Regions from separate parts of the Mus musculus genome. Here region 2 is linked to region 1. The links are chromatin contacts, called in public Hi-C maps. All regions are on one chromosome and are shown on one strand. The core of a region is the stretch at or near the end of the contact, and the rest is flanking DNA. Distances in the headings are between cores, read along the strand shown.

Region 1 (5,286 bases), core at 580-3,079:
CATTCCTATATCCTCCATCCAGCACTCTCTCAACATCTGCTGGGATGGTTTGCCCTCTTTCTTTACTTTTTTTTGGCAGAATTGATTTTACAGAGTAGTTATAGTAAGCCGTGTCTGTGAACGTGGCCACTGGACCCAAGCCAGTGACTTTTGCAAAGGTGATGGAGCTGACACTAAATCCAGCCTTCAGAGTTTTCCCTGGGACTGTGGGGGAAAGGCAGAGCTCATGAAGATGAGTCACTGAACAGAACACCAGTCCATCATAGGAGTGTGAGGAACAGGGAGTTAACAAAACACACCTTAGGTTCAGCCTTAGTCCCTCTCCCCACCCTTTCCCTTCCAGGTCACCACATCTCTGCCTCTACTTGATTGACATGTTAGGTTGGACAACTCTTTATTGTGAAGGATTATCCTGGGCTTGGGATGGTTAGTTCCATTTCCTGGTCTCAGAAGCATCATAATCATCATCATCATCATCATCATCATCATCATCATCATCATCATCATCTTCAACAACAGCCCTACCAGGCATGTCACTAACATCCCCAGACAGCCAAACTGCCCATTTCGTAAGGAATTTGATTCCGGGTAGCAAGTACTGTTTTATGATGACCAGAATATCCTGGACCGAGAAACTTGAAGGGATTTGGTGCATAAGTCTAAGGGTAAACTGGGATATCAATTGACCGACAAATAAGTTCATTCTTGGTTCCGTCAGGGCTGTGCCAGCAAAGGGGCGTTGTGTTGATGATGTGACTGTCCCAGGAGTCCTGTTTCCCAAAATGTTGTTGCTGCACCAGGCTCATCTGACCATGCACTTTTCTTCCTTTTCTGTGGTCTTCCAGGACGATGACACATGTGTCCCTGTAGGTTGGCTGAGTGATTGAGTGACTGCAGGGCTGGGGAAGGACAGAGTGCCTGCTGATGTGAAGATGGGTGGAATGGAGTGGTGGGAGGTGGAGCAAGGAGAGCCCACGAGTGTTGTCTGAGTGGATGCTGTGCATAGGCATTTACACCAGAAGCTAATGGTCCTTGATGGAGCTGGGGGCTCTCAGCTCTATTAACAGACTGTGGTGGGTGTTGTTGTATTAGCTTATTTTATTTACTTGGTGCTTGTAATATGTTTTGGTGTATGAGTTCCTCTGATAATTTGACAAGTTTTGTGAAATTCTGGAACATGATTTGTTATTGGGATTGTTCCTGTGACTGTTCAAAAGTGATTATTTCCATTCTCTGCAAGTTTATAAGGCACGCCCGAGAGACCTTTTGCTTTTCAGCTTTCTGCTTTTGGTGTCATCCTGATGTCCCTTTTCCAGGAAGAAACAGCTGAGTCCTGCAGGCGATAAGTGACAGGCTGTAGTCAAAGGTCAGGGTTTGAGTCTGGACATAAGGGTCTGTGTCTCTGACCTTCACATTCTGCCAGGCCCTGAGAGAGTGAGCTGTGCAGGCCAGTGGCGAGCCTGTGTCAGGGTGAGCCGGTTTGGGAAAATAACAAGTGTGAACGGGAAGAGAGTGAATCAGCCTCAGTGGCTGGCAAACTGCTCCTTCCCTGCTCTTCCTGGTATGGCAAGTGGGAGGAGGATGAAGCAGGTTTCACAAGGGCAGGTGCCCAGAATTCACAGTCATCTGGTGCCAAGATGCAGGCTTCCTTAATCTACGGCTGCACTTTCCTCTGTGCACTTTGACTAGGAGGACAGAGTAGGATCTGTGGATTGGCTGTCTGGTCCTTCCTGGATTGTGCAAACCTGTGACTCTTGCCAAGAGCTGTCCATGCCTGGAGCTGCTTCTTTCTCATTGGCTAACTTTGTTTCATTTTGCTGGGAGGCGTATCTTTCAAGTTGCAGGCAGTGATATCTACAAGCACCTCGCAGCAGCTCGGGGACTCCGGCCGTCACGATGACGAGGACAACGGTAGATGAGTTGGTCTTCTTTGTGAATGGCAAAAAGGTAAGTGGCAGTTGACCTTTGGTTTAGAGATTCTGCTGTCTGAAAGGGGACCTGTGTCACTTCTCTTGTGTGGACACTTTGATGTGTTCTGGTCTCATCTTACCCCTCAAAAGATATTGCTGTAGTTTGGTAACTTTAGAGCAAGATGAACACAGGCAAGACGCTCAGAGGGCAAAGGAGGAAGGGGAGGGAAGAGAGAGGGATGGCCACTCTATGCTAGAGGACACACTGGCTCAGAGGTGGGAAAAGGAACAGAGTCTAGGTGAGAGGAGGAGGCAACAGCACTTCCCTATTTCTGTGTTTCTTCTCTGTTTCTAGTGTTTCAGTGGCTCTCTTTAATACAAACAGCAGGAGGCGGGCACTTTTATGCTAATGCCGGAACATAAAACACACACAGCCACTGGTTCTGATATATGATCCTGTACATAGATTTAACTAGAGCTGATTTACTGTGCGGCAACATATACTGACACCTTGTGGCAAGCCATTATTGTCATTATTTTCATAAAGGACTCCTCCATCACCATCTCTCAGTTCTATATGTAAATATTGCAAACCCCTTAAACGGCACTTGTGAATGTAGGTAAAGTGGTATGGGGTCCACAAAATCCCTGATAGCCTGAGAATCTTTGCAAGGTCAACTCGGTGCAGGGAGAGAAGGAGCAAGCTAAGTGTATTGTTTCTGGCGTTGTTGGCCTCCCTTCAAGGTACTCCCAGCACTGCAGCTCCCCACTTGAGGTCACAGGAGAAGAACCCTCATTTCCCCCACTGTAACTGGCCACATGGACTTCATAAACCATGAGTGGGCCAAAGGCTTCCCCCCCTCCCCAAACAATTTTACTTGTTTTTTTATTTTGACACTTTTGTGTTGATTAAAGAGACTGAGTAATTTCTGAAGAAATTTGCAAGAATGGACATGTGATTTCAAGAATTCCTAAGGGCTTAGACTGCCAGCATCTGCTTGGCTAACTAGCACGCAAACTTTAGGAGTCATTTCAACACCAGTACGGTAAAGCCTGTGGATTCAGTGGGAGTGGCCCCATCCCTGGATCCCTGAATCTCTCTGATATATTGCTTTTGTGTGTGTGTGTGTGTGTGTGTGTTGGGCAAGCTTGGACCAAGACAAGGGCTAGGGTGAAATGCCTAAGCTGATGGTAGTAAGGCTTTTGAACTCAATCTTTTAAATGTCTTTTGTGCCCAATGGTTGCATCACAGAGGTGAGGAAACAGCTGTTAACTTGGCTCCCTGGAAATACTGTGCACACACAGACATCATCATCTTTGGGATGCTCATAAATGAATTTTTCCCAGTGAGCTAGTGGCAGGTTCAAAGTGTTCTGAAGGTCATATCTTGCTCTAAGGTCGGGTGTTGATTTATGTGTGACCCACAGTTCTTCTGGGGGGATAGCTTAGTGTCAGCCTCTGGTTCTAGAAAGGAGTGTTTTTGAGGTGAACTGGCTTGGCTGAAATTGCTTCTCCTTGCATTTTACTAGCACTGGAGAGAAGTGATTTTTAGATTTTTTTAGAGTGTAGCATCACACCAATCCCTTCTATTCCTGGGAGCTTCTGGTCCCGTCAGGTTATCCTGAGGAATAGCCAGCCTGTCATTTAAAAAGGTGTGAGCTCTCCAGAAGGATGAAGAAAGTAAGGGCAATTGGTGAGTAGTAAGAAGCCAGAGCTAGCAGGCAATCTGAGTGAGCACAGGCAGATTGAGTAAGTTCAGATTCATTTCCTTCTTCAAGATGTTCTAGGCATTGGGCCAGAGAGATTGTGCAAAGAAATTACCAAACGAGCGGTAGAAAGATGGCAGCTGGTTCTCCTCAGGGCACCTCTTCCTTTCCTTGTTTTCTACACTGCATGGTTCTGTCTGCACCAGTGGGCTTAGAGAGGGCTCAGGTATGAGACACCAAGTGCCTGTGGAATCTTCTGGGAGTGACCTGGACCTTAGTGACCTGTCCTCTTCTGGAGTCAGTACTAAAGGGAGAGCGTTGCTCAATATTTCACCAGCATTGTGGGTGATGTCCTCTTAAGGGGCCAGGATTCTAGTTTTACTGAGAGGGATGCAAGAGAAATCCCTACAGGAAGAGGACATAGCTGGAGGCATGCAGCTTTATTCTTTCACTGGATAATTATAATTTTAATGTTATAGATTTAATGTATATAGTATGTTATCATCCTTTAGGACTGTCTTCCTTTTTTCTATCCTTCATCCTTCTTTCCTTTCTTCCTTCCTTTTTATTATTTATTTATTTGAGACAGGGTCTTACTATGTAGACCAGGCTGGCCTCGAACTCACAGAGACTGGCCTGCCTCTGAACCTTGAGTGCTGTGACTAACAGCATGCACCACCACAATACAACACAATACCCAACAATCATTTTATTTTTAAAGTTCAAATTTTCAGAGCAATCTACTCACTCATTTTCTTTGAGTTCTATGTATTTATTCTCTCTCTGTCTCTCTCTCTCTGTCTCTGTCTCTCTCTCTCTGTCTCTCTCTGTCTCTGTCTCTCTCTGTGTGTGTATGAGAGAGAGGGGGAGGGAGAGAGAGTGAGAGAAGATATTAATTGAACTCAGCTTAGGTTATCAAGCTTGATGGCAGACACCTTTATCCACTGAGCCATGTTGCTGGCCCATCAAGGCTGGCCCATGTTACTTGCCCTGCAGTGTGTTCCTTTTATATCCCAGGCACCACAATACCTGGCAGAATCAATTAAAGGGAGGAAGGAAGGAAGGAAGGATTTGTTTCGGCTCATGGTTTCACTGGAGTTAGTCCACAAATAGGCCTCGTAACTTGAGCAGACGATTACGGTAAATAGAGGGAAGGGGTCATTATCCACAATATGACAGAAGAGGAGATGGAGAGAAGGAAGTGCCAGAGTTTGGGTATAGCCCCCAAAGCCTCCCCACAACCCCATGACCTACTTTCACCTCAGCTCCTAAAGGTTTTACAACCACCCTGTCAGCTAGGTAGCAAGTGCTGCAAATATGGCCTTGGAGGGAATATTTCAGATTCACACTGGGATGCCTGCCAAGTGTTTTCCCTCTGGGCTTTCTGTGGAGACTATTCCGTGGGGCACACCGTGGGAAGCTCGTGAGACACAGCTCCAACGTAGCATGGCTGTTCTGTGTAGATATTCAAGAGAAGGTAGCGAGGTAGAAAGCCTTGGGTAGGGCAGCATATGAAGTCTCCCAAGAAGTCAATATGTCTGAGAGAGAGAGAGAGAGAGAGAGAGAGAGAGAGAGAGAGAGAGAGAGAGAGAGAGAGAGAGAGAGAGATATGCTCAAGGTACGGGACTAGGAGATATGAGATGGATTTTAACTTCAATCAGACAGACTTG
Region 2 (4,931 bases), core at 1,487-3,986, 56 kb after region 1:
GGGCTTCCCTGGCAGCCCTCTTACCCAACTTTCAAGTCTGGGGCAACTGAAAATGTCATCCATGAGAGATCTAGATGTCCCAATAGATGCTAGGAGTGATAAAACAGAGAATCTCAATAAGAACGAGCCTAGTTGTCTGAATTCTTTCTAGACTAGATGTGTCTGTATACAAAGAATTTTTAGAGATATTGCACGCCTGTAATCATATGTAGAGACAGAGAGTTCATGAACTAGAGGCTAGCCTGAGATATGCAGAAAGACACTGTCTCAAGAAGTCAAGGGATGGGCATATGCAAGGTCCTAGGTTCAACTTCTAGCAGTGCAAAACACACACACACACACACACACACACACACACACACACACACACACACACACACTGGAGGGACCAAGGAGAGGGACCAAAATGGGACTGTACATGAACTAAATGGTAGTACAACCCATCTCACCAGATTCAGAGAAAACAAGCTTCCATGTCATGTCTACTCTTTTTCCACTCCCTGTCTGATCTTAACTTCCCTTTCCATTCACGTCATTAAGTACCATATGCATTTAATTTAATTCTGGTGGCTTGTGCATAGGTTTGTCAGGCAATTGGAGCATTCTTCACAACAGCCTTGTTGATAATTTTCTTTCACTCAACTTGAGCTTCGTCCAGTGTTACCAGCTATGTAGTCCAGGATTCGTTATGAGCAGGTGACACAGGCTAGTCATCCACAGTCACTAATATAGATATTATATTGTACGTTATTGTACGCCTAGTATAGATGCTAGGTCGAAAACTGTTTTCTCTAAGCCTTTAGTTTCCTCATCTGCAATACGGGAATAACGATGTCTTAGTAGTGGGCTGGGTCTACCACAAATGTCCCTTCCTGATGCCCCTTGTCTTCCTCAGGTCATGGATGCCTACACTAGTGCAGTGAGCTTGTCTGCTACTGGATTTTATAAGTGAGTATGATCCTCATCCTGCCCACTCTCACATGCTGACAGCCCTGAATGCTGGTTGGCCCAGGGCCAGACAAAATCAGCAACCCTAAAACCTTTATCATGTCAGTGGGACTCACGCTGACTTCATTCAGTCTAAAGATGCTTCGTTATGTACAATTACCAACTAAGTATGAGGGGACAAACACGGGAACTGCTGTGTTAGAAGACTCCAGTTCCAGACCTTTGAGTATGCTGTTTCCTAGAAGAAGGGCGAATCTGTGCCGCATTCTATAGGACATGGCACTGAGCTGCACCACGACATGTGTCTGGGCAACCTGCATGTTTCCTTGGGCAGAACACTGGGTTTCTTCATAGTGACTTTCCCTCAGGAGAACAGGAGGATTTAGAGTCTGTGGTCTCTTTACAACATACAGAGTATGGTGGAACTTTGTTAGTGCAGTGAGCCATAGGAGGGAACATACGTATTTGATAGTCTTAAAATTGTATCACTGTGTGATTAGCTAGAGACTCCCCCCATTCCCATTTGGAGTTATAAAAAGATACGATTATAGTTACTGTCCGATTGCTATAATAAATGCCCTGATGAGAACGATGTATGGGAGAAAGGGTTTAGCTCATAAGTCTAAGTTATGGTCCTGCATTAGCAGGAGCCTTAGCGACTGGGTCACAGCACATCCACCATCAGGAGCAGAGAAGAAGCATGCTGGCTTGCTTACACTCAGCTCGCCTCCTTCCCTTTCATACGGTCCAGCGCCCAGCCCATGACATGATGATGCTCACATTGAGGATGGTTTGTTCCCACTCCAATTAACCAAACCAAGAAAATCCCTCATAGATATGTCCAGAGGCCAGACCAATCTAAACGGCCCCTCAGTGAGACTCTGCCCAGATGACTCCAGACAGTATCAAGCTGACAATTAAAACTAGCCATCACCATGTTTCTGGGAAATTTCACTTAAAGCTAGCTTTTCAAGCTTGTTTTAAAATGTCTTGAACGAATATGTGGTTATCACGTACTACACACACACACACACACACACACTCCAATAAGGCTACACCTCCTAATAGTGCCACTCCCTACGGTTGAGCATTCAAGCACAAGACTCAGTCAGGGACAAACCTATTCAAACCACCATAGTCACCTAGATAAACAAGATGAGGTCAGAGGGCAAAGATAGTGAAGTTTCTCCGGGGTTGAGTCCTGTCCCTCAGCCTGCATTAGTTTGGTTTAAGGGTGAGTTCTGGTCATGTAAGCTCATATTATTTCTATGTAGCATATTTTATATGTATATAAGTATTATGTACACGTGTTATATATATTCAAGTAAACATACATTGTATAGTGAATGTATGTACAATATATAATTACATAGGGCTGACATACTTTATGTGAGTACACGTTTATATGGTTCGTATATTATGGCAATTGGACAAAGCACTCAGACCCTGAAAGAGAAACACACATTAACAGAACATTTGTATCTCTTAATAACATTTTCCTCAAGTCACTTGTTGAAGTTCCGAAGGGGCCAGGAGATGGGGAGTGGCTGTTTGGGGCTTCACCCAGGTTGGTAGGACACCCTGCTCTTGTGACCTTTCACCTGAAAATAAGTGATCAGGTGAGCTTGTGAGAACAGCACAATGCTGTCCTGCCCAGAGCCGCAGTGCTGAGGACCTTGGATTGGCTCACTCACTCACTCTTTTAGGGAGCGATTTCCACATCCTCCGTGAGTCCTAGCATATCTGTTTCTGTTATCACTACAGTGCAGAAAGCAGCATGCTTCCGCTAAATGCTGCCAGGTTGTACAGAACACTCATACAACTTTGGAAGACTTAAACATAAGTAGAAGGCTCTGGAATATCTCATTTTCATGACAAGTTCATAATATTCAAAATGTGTGGGCTTTGGAGGAGGATGACTAAGGGGAAAAATAAGACCTTTAGGGCTTACAGATTTATGGGGCAAAAATGTGTATGGAAAGGGGTGGGCTTGTCTAAAACACATAAACGTTTCTCTTTTCTCTTCCAGGACACCCAACCTTGGTTACAGCTTTGAGACAAACTCTGGGAACCCCTTCCACTACTTCAGTTATGGGGTGGCTTGCTCAGAAGTAGAAATTGACTGCTTAACAGGGGACCATAAGGTAAGACATTTGCAACGTATTAGCCTACGAGAAGAAAGACAGTTGGATTGCAATCTGAATGGCTGGCCCAGGCCTGCTCTCTGGTTAGGAAATAAGCTTTACGTCAGAGGCAGGGGATTGCTCCATGAAGGCCACAGAGCACATACCTTAAACCACGAGCCTCATAGTTTCTGCGTCAGCATTTGACTGTTGGTGTGGTGAAAGCCGCCGTGTGGGATGGTGTGGGACTCTGCTCCATAAACGACTACTTCCGCCCACTGAAGTTTAAACTGAAGATAGTTTTTTTTTTCTGTGCCACAAGTATCTTCTTCCTATATTTTTTTCAGTCATTTATTTTTAGATTTTTTTTCTTATTTGGGCGAGTAAACCCAGGGACTCATGCATACAAGGCCAGAACTCAACCAGCTAAATTATATCCTCAGCCCCTCAGCTATTTAATAATGTGGCTATTATCTTACAGGCTCTATTAACCAAGCATGCTTTGGATTCAGCCACAATATACTTTATTGACTGATTTCTCGCAGATCTGCCCAGACTCAGGTTCAAAGCCCTAGTCCCTGGAGACCTTCTCTTACCACTCATTTGTGGATGTGTGGCGAGATCAGCTCTGATCTGCATTTAACTCGGTTGCTAAGATCTCAAATGTCAGCTTTGATATGGCCATCCATATGTGGTGGGGATCCCTGTGTCCACCTGCTTAGGGCTTTGTGCTTGTGAACATGGTATTTGAATTGGGATTTACAATCTAGGAGTTATCAAAGCACACTGTGGGATTTCAGGTATTCTATTCTTCTCAAACTATCTTCCATCCACAGAATCTCCGTACAGATATCGTCATGGATGTTGGTTCCAGCTTGAATCCTGCCATTGATATCGGACAGGTAAGGTGTATGGGAGATCAGGGTGGTAACAGAATAAATAGGCCAGCAATGTGCCCATCCCCACCCTGATAACTGAAGATCAACAGCTACACAACATGTCATTGTTTTTAAGCAGGCCAGAGCATAGTACTTGGGGAACCTCATTTTGAGTAAGAGTTAGGTTGATGATCATCCATCCAACTCTCAATGCAGAAAACAAATAAACATAGATTAACCTGGAAAGGGAAGCCACATGCCCCAGGCACCAGTATAGTGTGTGAGGAACCATTGGATGCTCACATGTAACACACACACACACACACACACTTGTACACACATATACACACACACAGAGGACAAAGGGGGAGGGAGTAAGAGAGGAGGGATAGAAGGAAGGGAGAGGAGGGAAGGGAGGGGAGTATTCGAGTACCTGGGAATAAGCACAGTGGGGAAGGGCAATAGAGACTGGTATTGATGCTTAAGCAGTAGGGTCTGAGCTCAGAAGAACTGGCTGCCTCCCCATTGCCCACTGACCCAGCGATTAGATAAACTACTCTCTAGGACGAAAATGGTAACAAGACTGGGGTGGTAGAGGGATCCGCCAAAAGGCGTGAGCTCAACCATGAGTAGGAAAAGAACTTCCCAAATGAAAACCATTTTTCTATGAATATCCCAAATATGGGATTCATAGAATAGGTCAAGCTGGAGAAGACGAGAGGGAGGAGTCACAATTTGAGACAGATGCATCTGGTAGAAAATATGAGTACACTTGGAAAATATACAAAAGGCTAATCTACTCTTTAGTCAACACACACACACACACACACACACACACACACACACACACACACACTCAGTTGGTCTGCTTGGGGAATGCCCTCTGTAGGCAGGCATTGCATCAAGTACTATGGATACAAAGATTATCAACAGTGCCCTCTTGTGTTTGTTCAGCTCTGGCAGTGCCACATATCACTCTTCT

The links. Hi-C and Micro-C count contacts between places; a contact is called where the count stands out from the background.
Region 2: a Hi-C map of myeloid progenitors shows a contact between it and region 1, with 3 times the contacts expected there. The contact joins the enhancer-like site here to the promoter of Xdh in region 1. A contact is called at or near these places in 3 of 39 promoter capture datasets (the 3T3-L1 cell line, 3T3-L1-derived adipocytes and the C10 cell line), 17 of 484 Hi-C or Micro-C datasets (3T3-L1-derived adipocytes, the C10 cell line, CD4 T cells and 10 more), 3 of 115 datasets of contacts at active chromatin or transcription factors (bone marrow-derived macrophages, double positive thymocytes and embryonic fibroblasts) and 3 of 9 other capture datasets (adipose tissue, liver and pancreatic islet).

What each region holds. Positions count from the first base shown.
Region 1 is chr17:73,946,739-73,952,024 of GRCm38.p6, reverse strand. Xdh (xanthine dehydrogenase) reads left to right here and starts at 1,829. Exons shown (of 36, transcript NM_011723.3): 1 at 1,829-1,947. The coding sequence starts at 1,897.
Region 2 is chr17:73,891,761-73,896,691 of GRCm38.p6, reverse strand. It overlaps Xdh (xanthine dehydrogenase), which reads left to right. Exons shown (of 36, transcript NM_011723.3): 31 at 896-948; 32 at 2,978-3,092; 33 at 3,908-3,973. Among named protein-coding and RNA genes, the nearest start is that of Xdh, 56 kb to the left of the region's middle. Within about 2 kb of position 2,736, at least 77 of the 459 cell types and tissues checked have an H3K27ac peak or open chromatin away from gene starts, as enhancers often do. A contact at or near this core is called in CD8 T cells, LSK cells, Th17 cells and 6 more, where this site is marked.